2 separate regions of the Mus musculus genome follow, and region 2 is linked to region 1. A link is a contact called in public promoter capture Hi-C data. All regions are on one chromosome and are shown on one strand. Each heading gives the region's core, a stretch centred on a gene start, on an enhancer-like site or on the middle of the called end of the contact. The rest is flanking DNA. Distances are from core to core; before and after follow the strand shown.

Region 1 (5,139 bases), core at 936-3,435:
GCCCTTTCTTCAACCCTTAACTTGATCCTTTTAATTGATGGTAGAAACCCAACACACACACATGCAGGCCTGTGCAGGTCATCAGCCTGGGGAAGTCTCTCCTATTTGAGGGCTGGAATGTAGTTGGTACACAAAGCCTTGAATCAGATCTCTAGTGCTGCATAAACTCCAAGCATGGGCATATGTACCTAATGCCAGCATTGGAAAAGGAGAGACGGAGATCTGAAGTGCAAGGTGAGGTTGGGGTTTGGGGTTTGTTTTTTTTTTTTTTTTTGGTTTTTCGAGACAGGGTTTCTCTGTATAGCCCTGGCTGTCCTGGAACTCACTTTGTAGACCAGGCTGGCCTCGAACTCAGAAATCCGCCTGCCTCTGCCTCCCGAGTGCTGGGATCAAAGGCGTGTGCCACCACGCCCGGCCGGTTTGGTTTTTTTTTAAAGATTTATTTATTTCATGTATGTGAGTACACTGTAGCTGTCTTCAGACACACCCAAAGGGGGCATCGGATCCCCATTGCAGATGGTTGTGAGCCACCATGTTGCTGGGAATTGAACTCAGGACCTCTGGAAGAGCAGTCAGTGCTCTTAACCACTGAGCCATCTCTCCAGCTCCCCCCACCCTTTTGTTGTTGTGGTTTTGTTTGTTTCTTTTTTGCCTGCATATGAGTATCTTGAAAAGAAATTCTAAGAGGATTTAAAATTTACACTCTTTGTTTGTGTGCATGTGCATGCTTGTGTGTGTGTGTGTGTGTGTGCATGTGTGTGTGCATGTGTGCGTGCGTGTGCATGTGTGTGCATGTGAGTGTGCATGTGAGTGTGCATGTGTGTGTGCGCGTGTGTGTGCATGTGTGTGTGCGTGCGTGTGTGTATGTGTGTGTGCGCGTGTGCGCGCGCGTGTGTGTGTATGTGCGTGAGTTTGTGTGTGTGTGTGCAGGTATATGTAGGAAGGGGTCAGATAACCACTTTGAGAGGCTGGTTCCACAGATGGAACTCACGTGGTGGCTACTGCTATGTTGCTGGCCCATAATGAACGAATTTCTTTCCTTTTCCCCCTCTTTTTTGAGTCAGGTGTAGCTCTGGCTGGCCCGGAAACCATAGAGTTCTGCTGCTTCTGCCTCCTAAGTGCAGGGATTGCAGGGGAGTGCCACCACAGCGCAGCCGCAGCCGCATTTTCTTGGTTGTCCTTATTGTACTGGTGGTCCTGGGCTGTCAGTGGGGACCCTTGTCACCTCCCCACTGGCTTTTCTGGAAATGGAAGGCAAGGGACAGAATGGCTAGGTTGCAGAGTTGCCTTTCCTCCAGGAAGTCCCCAGTCACACTTCAACCTAGAGCAAATGCCTCCTCTGACTTCTCCATGCTAGCCATGGCTCTCCTCCTGCGCTTCCCAGGATCAGCCACTTTGGGCTGTTACAGGTCTGTCTCTCCACTAGGCTGTGAACCTAGGAGATGTGGCTCTATCTAAATAATTCTTTCTCTCTCCTTTTCCCTCCCTTCTCCTTAATCTCCCACACCTACCTTTTCTTTGTAGTTCATGGCTGATCTGGAATTTCCTCGTTAGCACCAGATTAGCTTCAAACTTCTTTCCACTCTCCTGCCTCAGATGTCCGAGTGTGACTACAGGCAGGTGCTACCCCACTTGACTTCTGTTGTTGTTGTTTGTTTTTACATTGGCCCATCAACCCCCTCCCCCTGAACAGAAATTGAGCAATGGCTATTTGTTTATTACATAAAGAATCGATTCCAACGTATGTACTATTGTCCCGCACTATAGTACAATAGGTAATTTGAGGGGATTGTCCAAATCATAGAGTAATGAGAAACCAGTGTCTGAAGCCGGGCAGCTTGACTCCCAATCCTGTATTCTTATCCAACATGCCAAATGACTAGTGGGCTGAAAACCAGCTTTCCACAAAACTGATGTCTGCCCGCTCAGCCTTTTTCTTCTAGAAATCTCCGGGAGAACATGCAGTCGGGTGGGAGGGTAAGGACTGTGGGGACAAGGGAGAGGCGCCAGAACAACTAGACCCAGGCTGGTTTGAGGGTGAGCGAGGGGGAGTTTGGAGGGGTTTTTCTAGACCCATAGGGGGCAGCCGGAGACGGCAGCCAGAGATGTGGGGGCGGAGAAAGGGTGGGGACCGGCCCCGCGGGGGGCGATGCGGTAGCTGCAGCGGCGGCCGCAGGAGTTTCCCACAATGCAGCGCGGCGCGCTGTCCCCGGTGCTGATGCTCAGCGCTGCCCCGGAGCCTCCACCGCGCCCGCCTCCCGCCCTTTCCCCGCCGGGCCCCGGCTCAGCGCCTCGCCATGGCTCTGCTCGGTCGGGTCCTGCCCCAGAGCCGTCTGGGGGCCTGGCTGCGGCGCTCGACAGCAGCCTGCGGGCTGCCGTGGCGTTCAAGGCGGAGGGTCAGCGTTGCTACCGAGAGAAGAAGTTCCGAGAAGCCATTGGCAAGTACCACCGGGCACTGCTGCAGCTGAAGGCGGCTCAAGGGGCCCGCCCTGGCGGTCTGCCCACCCCCTCCCCGGGACCCACCACCAGCCCGGGGCCCGCCCGCCTCAGCGAGGAGCAGCGGCGCCTGGTGGAGAACACAGAGGTTGAATGTTACGACTCCCTCACTGGTACGGGGCCGTCGGGGGGCGCAGAGGACTCGGGTGAAACGGGTGGGTAGTGAGGGGGTAATCAGGAGGCTATAGAGCCTGTGGTGGCTGGAAGCTGAAGGAGTCAGGGCTGTGGTCTGGCGGGGAAGACTACAAAACTTGCTGAGGAAGAGAGTTGGGAGTAGATGAATAGGGCTTCTTGGATGGAGTAAGCAGGGGCTTGAATAATGAAACGGGCTCTGGACTTGGTCTTCTAAGCCCCACTTCCCTGACTCATTCTTTCCCCCGGTCTGCCACGCATGAGCCAAGGTTAGAAAGGCTTACCCTGCACCGGCTATTTCGTTCTTGGACCCTCCCTCTATAATTACTTGGGAAAACCTCCAGCTAATTGCTTCAGACTTGTCTGTCCTGCGCCCTCTAGCGGCGGCGCAGATAGCTCTTATACTAACAGGTTAGCTGATTAGTGTCTCCTGGTGGCCAGAGCAATCCCATATGCCCAGGGGAAGAGGTCAGGTTATTTGAGGTCATGTGAATCCTAGGGGATGCAGGCTGTGTCTGAGACTACAGGGTCTCTGCATCCCACAGCTTGCCTCCTGCAGTCGGAGCTGGTGAACTATGAGCGGGTGCGTGAGTACTGTCTCAAGGTGCTGGAGAAACAGCAGGGCAACTTCAAGGCCACCTATCGTGCCGGCATTGCCTTCTACCACTTGGGTGATTATGCACGTGCGCTGCGCTACCTACAGGAGGCCCGCAGCCGAGAGCCCACAGGTGAGTGGCAGGGCTGGGCTGGGCAGGGGGTTAGAACAGAGGAAACCTAGGCGGGAGGACCAGGGCAGAGCCAAGCCACCCCAGGGAAGTGCTGTTACCAGCTCCAGACAAGCTCTCTCTAGCTACCTAAGATTCCTCATACACTCATCCAGCACCCATCCACCGTCCCCAAAGGTATACTCACCTTGTTCCTCTGGCATTTCCCCAACCAACTCTCTTCATTGGGAATTGAACCTAGGGCCTCATGCATGCAAGGCAAGCACTCTACCAACTAGGCTACATCCCCAATGCTTTAGCCCATCCGTGTCCCTATCCACTCACCGACGATGGCCTTGAATATTTCTCCCCCCACACCCATATTCCTTCACTCCCTCCTGGTCACACTCAGCTCCTCTGTCACCTATGGCCCTCCACTCATCTGCTTGTAATGCTTGTTCTCTGCCCTCGGGAAGAGCAGTCAGGGTACTCATGTGTCCATGTGTGTGTAGACATGACACAACCCCATGGGGAGGGGACACAGCAGGAGCTAGATGTAGGGCTGTGGGAGCAAGGAGGCAAGATTAGCTTTCCCGTGAAGTGGTTTGCTGAGAACAGTTGTCACTTGGGGATGAGTGGAGGTGGGAGAGGAGCCTCTGCCGACAGAGCGACAGAGCGCGGCTGCTGCCGCTGCCACACGTGTGAGGTAGGAGGTGTGAAATCTCTCTGGGTGGCTGGTACAGCTGAGGTGCCGGGAGTGAGGTGCTGACTGTCCTGAGGACATAACTATCGGCTGCTGTCTCAGGACACCCAGATAATGTTCCCGTCCCTCCCCTGCAGACACCAATGTTCTCCGCTACATCCAGCTGACTCAGCTGAAGATGAACCGTTGCAGCCTCCAGAGGGAAGACAGTGATGGTGGCACTGGAGGCCCAGCTCGGAATGTCGTGGGCTGAGGCCAAGGGGCAGCCTCTACCTTAGTCCCTCCAACCCTACTGGGCACCTTCCCCTGACCTGCCCAGCTCGGAATGTCTGTCGTGGGCTGAGGCCAAGGGGCAGCCTCTACCTTAGTCCCACCAACCTCACCGGGCACCTTCCCCCGACTCATGCGTTTACTGGTAAAGCCGCTGCCACTGGCGCCTCCTTTGTGTGGTCTTATTGTGGGGATGAAGGACAGGTCTATACCTAGCTGTCACTTCTGCAGACACCCAGAGGCCCAGGGAGGAAATGTAGGGTTTAAGGGTGTCCCACTGTGGAGTAAATCAGCATCAGGGCCCAGGCAGGGGACGCACACACAGCCAAGCTTGGTAGGGGGCAGGGCTTACCTTTAATGCTGCGCCTTGTGCCAGATCCCCCACAATATTCTGTCCCTGAGTATCCCTGCCCACCCACCCTCTCCCCACAGCAGATTGGGCTCAGAGCTCCACAACCTGGGGTACAAAGGAATAAATTAAGTGTCCTCCCCTCCCCCCTTCCCCAATAAATAGAGTGAGTATCCTGCCCAGGGCCTCCCCCACCTTGGCAAATGGTGGGCTGTGGCAGGCCTGGGGCGCTACATTCATGGCTGCCCAGGCGGGTGGTGGTGGGCAGGTCTCAGTGAGAGCCATAGACCCCACATAGGGGCACTGTATTGTCCTGGCTCTGGCCCTCCATGTCCATGTCCAGCAACGTGGGTTGCACGCTGGGGGGCCCAGGGCTCTCTGGAGTGTCTGGCCTGCTTGGAGGCGAGATGCTGAGTGTCCGGCCAAAGGAGACCAGTTTCCAGGGATCCAGACGGGGGCGGCTGGCAGCAGGCCGGGGTCTTGGG
Region 2 (5,041 bases), core at 464-2,963, 2.3 Mb after region 1:
GGAAGATACCGCCGTGAAGCTCCCTTCACGTCAGGGTGTCGGAAGGACAGAGAAGAATGCATGGGTGAAGCCCATCCGTTTCCGTTATTCTCCACTCTAACCACCTCAAGTAAACTAGTAGGCAGCTGTAAGAAAAAGAATAGTTTAATGCTAGGCGTGATGGCACCAACATGTGATTAAAAGCACGTAAAATTAAAATATAATTAATGGATAGCAATCTCCTTAGTGTGTAAATGAAGCCTTAATTTAATACCATGGCTCACCCTCTAAATATCTAATTAAGCTCAAAAGACTGACATTACAAGCTGAAATAGGGCCGGGCGTGCTGGTGCACGCCTTTAATCCCAACACTCGGGAGGCAGAGACAGGTGGATTTCTGAGTTCGAGGCCAGCCTGGTCTACAAAGTGAGTTCTAGGACACCCAGGGCTATAAAGAGAAACCCTGTCTCAAAAAACCAAACCAAACAAACAAACAATGCTTGCTTATACTGCTCTGCCTAGGACCGGAGTTCTGTTCCCAGCTCACAAATCTGTCTGTAACCCTAGGTGATGTAACATCCCTTTCTGACCTTTACAGGCAAATACAGGAAAAACAAGCCAGCGATGGTGGCACACTCCTTTAATCCCAGCACTAGGGAGGTAGAGGCAGGCAGAGATTTCTGAGTTCGAGGCCAGCCTGGTCCACAGAGTGAGTTCCAGGACAGCCAAGGGCTACACTCTGTCTCAAAAGACAGAGAGAGAGCGAGAAGAATTGTAAACAAACGCTTCTATTTCCTTTATTAAAATCAACTAATTTAGAGATTACTGTAACAACCACAAACGTGTGACTAGATATACAAACTCATACACATAACTCATAAAATAGAATATTGTGCAGCTAAGAAAGGAAATATTTATATAGAAATGAGTCCCATAAACACCAAAGTAAAACGGTGTACCCAGTGTATGATGAAGCTTGCCTTTGGTCCAAGCATTTGTGAGACAGAGACAGACTGATCTACGTGAGTTTAGTGCAAACCAAGTCTGCATAGTGACTTGCAAGTCCGCCTAGAGTGAGACCCAGACTCAAAATAAATAAAAATTCGAAGAGAATTTTTTTCACTACGTTATAACAGAACCCTATACCTATTCGGGAACAACCACTCGTTTACAATTCTTCCTAAATCTGATAGATTTTAATAACTAATATTCATTCTTTTTTTTTATATGCCACCTAAATGGATCATATAAATCCTATGCTGAGCCTCGCCAACAGAAAAGGGTAAAACGGAGAATCTGTCGTCATCCTGAAAATTCCTACAGTGAGTTACAAGGCCCAGAAATGTCCAGACTCAGGGTGTGGTATCTCAGAAATCATTTCAACAACTTTGTTCCAGGAGACCAGTGCCACGCAGTTCCTTTTTTAGACTACATTTCCCAGAAATACACGCGACTCTACACAACTTCCGGTGCAAACCTACTCCAAAAACATACAGTGATTCTCTGAGATTGGCCCCCTATCATGGAAGGGGCTCAATGCATTGTAAGAGTTTCTGTCCGAGTTTGTATATCTGTCTAGGAATTTCACGCACAAAATTGAAAATGCGGAACGAGCTCCTCGGCCTGCCTCAGGCCGTGCTCTGGCGGGAAATCCGAGAATGGATGCCATCTTCCCCGCCAGTTCCAATCGCGGACTACATTTCCCAGAAGCGTTCGCGAGTGCTAGGCAGCCCCTTCTTTTGCCTGCGGGACCCTCGTCGTCCGGGGACGGGAAAGTGTACGGCGAGCGGCCTATAGGCCCTTGTTAAGGCTCCAAAGCTGCGGCCCTGGGGTCTGAAGGGAAATACCAGTCAGTATCTGAGATGTCAGGTCAGTGGGAGCTGGTCTAGCAGGATGAGCAGCAGTGAGGCTTTGGCTCTGTTTAAGTGTGACCTTAAGTGACTCTAGGACGCAGTGAGTGCGTGGCTGTGATTTTTAGGATTCTTTGGTGGGTGTGTCAATGACCTGTGAACATGCGCAGAGCTGTGTGTGTACGTATGCACGTTTTCTTTATTATATGTGATTAATAACTTTGTGGCAGTGTGTGTGATTGTGTCCCAATGTGTTTGGACCTATTGTGTGTAACGGTATAGCACCTGTGTATGAGGGATATATCAGATAGCCAGTAATTATGCTTCCAAGAGTGTTAATCAGAGGGGGACTGTCTGTATGTTTGTATACTATGTGTATTGGGTACCTGTGACTGTGAGGATGTTTGAGTGTGATTATGTAACTTTATGTGATACCATGAGCATGGTTGGATGTAGCTGATCTTTGTTACTTTGTGGGTTCCTTTATTCACCGACCCTTTATACCCCCCCCCCCCCCCCACACACACACACACAACACCACCCTCCTGCTAGATAGGAGCGAAAGAAAAATAGATGGGGGAGAGAGAGAAAAAGAGAGAGAGATCCTTGACTCTAATTTGTTTCTTCTTTGATCATGACTGCTAACAAACCTTACCATACTCCCTGAACAACCACCAATCCAATCCTGCTTGTCTGGACCCTAGCATTTATGTATCCTCTGAAAAGTCCTCAAAATTTCAAATGCCACACAGTTGCAGAAACTATCTGCCACTGGCAAACCCATACCTATGCTAGAGCACAGGTAAATGAGCTGCTTTGAGGTAGCCCCATATTCCCACACGCACCCCACACGCACCTGGAATTAAAGCAGAGACATACTCTCAGAATATTTCTGTGGGTTTTTTTTTCAATTTTTTTTTATTATTCCTGTGGTTTTTAATGAAACCAAAATTCCAGAATTCTCACTACAATTGGAAGATGGCATGTAATTGTCAAGCTGACAGTATGTGTGTCTTAGGGGCTGTTATGTTCTGTTGAATGTGTATTGTGTATTGATTGTGTAAAATTTCATGAGGGCAACTGGAAGTGATTATAACTGTTGTGTGACTCCGCCGTGAGTCTCCTGTTGTGCCCGTTTGTAGCACTGTGGTTTTATGTGGTGTTGTATTTAAGGGTTCTATAAATGTGGTTGTGATTTCATCCTCAGGATGGATGTGTGACTGTGACTATCCAACCATACATTGTTGTGCTGTCATTTGGGTAGGGTGTGCTTGTGAGGATATATGTGGTTCCATGGTGGGTGACTGACAGCAGCTGTGGGTTTGTAGATTTGGTGTGCCTCTGACTGCCCAAGTGACTCCAATTTTCTGTCCTAAGAGACCCCCAGTGAGATAAGAACAGATTCCAGTATTGGACAACATAGGCTACATTCCTTCTCTGACTCTAGACATTATCATGAGAACCTAGACTTCTCCCTGGGTGACAGGTATGGATCCAGGGTGGCCTTTTATTAAAAGACTTAGGACTTCATGACTCATTTTTTCCCCCAGCTCCACTCCTCCAGAGGTACCCAGTGGAGAAAAGAGGAATGGCGGTGGACCACGCCAAAAATAAGGTACACTGGGGTTTCTGTTGGGATGACCCACAAATACTGTATTTTCTGGCTATAAAAAAGTGTGTTCTTGTTTTTCAATTATTTGGAGCTGGTGACAACTGGCTAGTAGGACATGTAAATGTCACTTCCATGCCTCCCTTTAAAAGTAAGGCGACTTTCCCCAGCCTGCTAGTAGAATAAGGAATGTGACTTTTTGCATAATAAAGAGCAGTTGGCAGGAATTAAGGGGGTGGGACTTCCAGGCTGGCAATGTTGCCAGCAGACAAAGATGGAATCAGAAGGCCCCCAGGACAGATAGAAGCAGCTAGCAAGAACCACTTGGAGAAACAGAATGGCGGAGGTCAGGATAAGTTAGTAGCTGAGACACTGTCCCAGCAAAACTTAACAACAGCTTTAAACTATGTAGCTGTCTCCATGTCTTAACACAGACTTATCAAGTGACCCGGTTCTTCCAATTGTCCATTCATGGAAATGATGGAAAACTCCAACATAGACACATGGCCTGTGTTCTCCCTGACTTCCTTCTGTTTAATGGTCACATGTTAATTTAGGAATTAGACAACTTACAGTTTTTGTTTCTTTCTATAACATGGTTATTTCAAAGAACTTGGAAAACAGAGCCAATTAAAATTTTTGCTACACAAGGATAACCTCTGTTTGATCAATTTCCTTTTCATGACATTTTCAAGGGTGGGATCTTACAGCATTAACCATTTCATATATTTGGAGTGAAAAACTATGCGTGGCAGTTGTGTGGTTTGGTTGTTGTTGGCTTTCTTTTGATTTTTGAGACAGGCTGGTCTCAGACTCTGCAAGTAGCTGAGCATGACCTTATACTTCTAATTCTTCTGAGCTGCAATTACATGTGTGAGTCACTATACTTCTGCATGTATGCATGTATGCGCAGTACCACATACATGCCGTGGAGGCCAAGAGAGGGTGTTAGAGTCACTGGAACATACTGAAGGTTGCGAGCTACCGTGTGGAGGCTGGGATCCAGACCCAGGTCCTGTGCAGCAGCAGGAAGCACTCTTAACCACTGAGCAAGCACTCAGCCCCCATTTTGAGTTTTTTGTGTAGTTGGTTGTGTTTAGCTCTGAGGCAGGGTCTCTCGCTGTAACCCAGGCTGACTCCGTGCTTTAAATCAGTGGCTCGCAACCTTCCTAATGCTGCAGCCCTTTAATGCAGTTCCTCATGTTGGGGTGACCCCACCCATAAGATTACTTTGTTGGCCCTTCATGAATGTAACTTTGCTACTGTAATGAATCATAATGTAAATATCTGCTCTGCGGGATAATTGATTATCCAGAACTACTTGGTTATCTAGAACCACTTCTCTAGAGTCTCCTGCTTCACTTCCCTAGTACTGGGTCACTGGTATAAGCCACCATGCCAAGTTCTGTACAAGGGTTTGAATCTTCTTTTAAAAATCCAAGCCAGGCAGTGGAAGATTCTAAGAAGTTTGAACTGTGTGTATAAGCTGTTGAGGTTGTACAGTCAAAAATCAAAACGTTTGGCCACCAGAAAAAGAACTTGAATTAGTAAGAAATGAAGGATTGTTTTGGTGTTTGAAACCAGGGCATTATGCGCATTCTTT

Evidence for each region. Promoter capture Hi-C pulls out the DNA fragments that hold promoters and counts their contacts.
Region 2: a contact with region 1 is called in a promoter capture Hi-C map of liver, with 7 times the contacts expected there. The contact joins the promoter of Zfp383 here to the promoter of Ttc9b in region 1. A contact is called at or near these places in 2 of 39 promoter capture datasets (both in liver) and 1 of 115 datasets of contacts at active chromatin or transcription factors (astrocytes).

The regions. Positions count from the first base shown.
Region 1 is chr7:27,651,739-27,656,877 of GRCm38.p6, forward strand. It overlaps Ttc9b (tetratricopeptide repeat domain 9B), which reads left to right and starts at 2,186. Exons shown (of 3, transcript NM_028417.1): 1 at 2,186-2,609; 2 at 3,174-3,356; 3 at 4,173-4,469. The coding sequence starts at 2,189. The coding sequence ends at 4,288. It overlaps Gm38973 (a long non-coding RNA gene), which reads right to left and starts at 2,494. Exons shown (of 3, transcript XR_881908.3): 1 at 1,512-2,494. Map3k10 (mitogen-activated protein kinase kinase kinase 10) reads right to left here. Exons shown (of 10, transcript NM_001290528.1): 10 at 4,637-5,139. The coding sequence ends at 4,926.
Region 2 is chr7:29,906,804-29,911,844 of GRCm38.p6, forward strand. It overlaps Zfp383 (zinc finger protein 383), which reads left to right and starts at 1,714. Exons shown (of 5, transcript NM_001243908.1): 1 at 1,714-1,848; 2 at 3,380-3,444. The coding sequence starts at 1,842.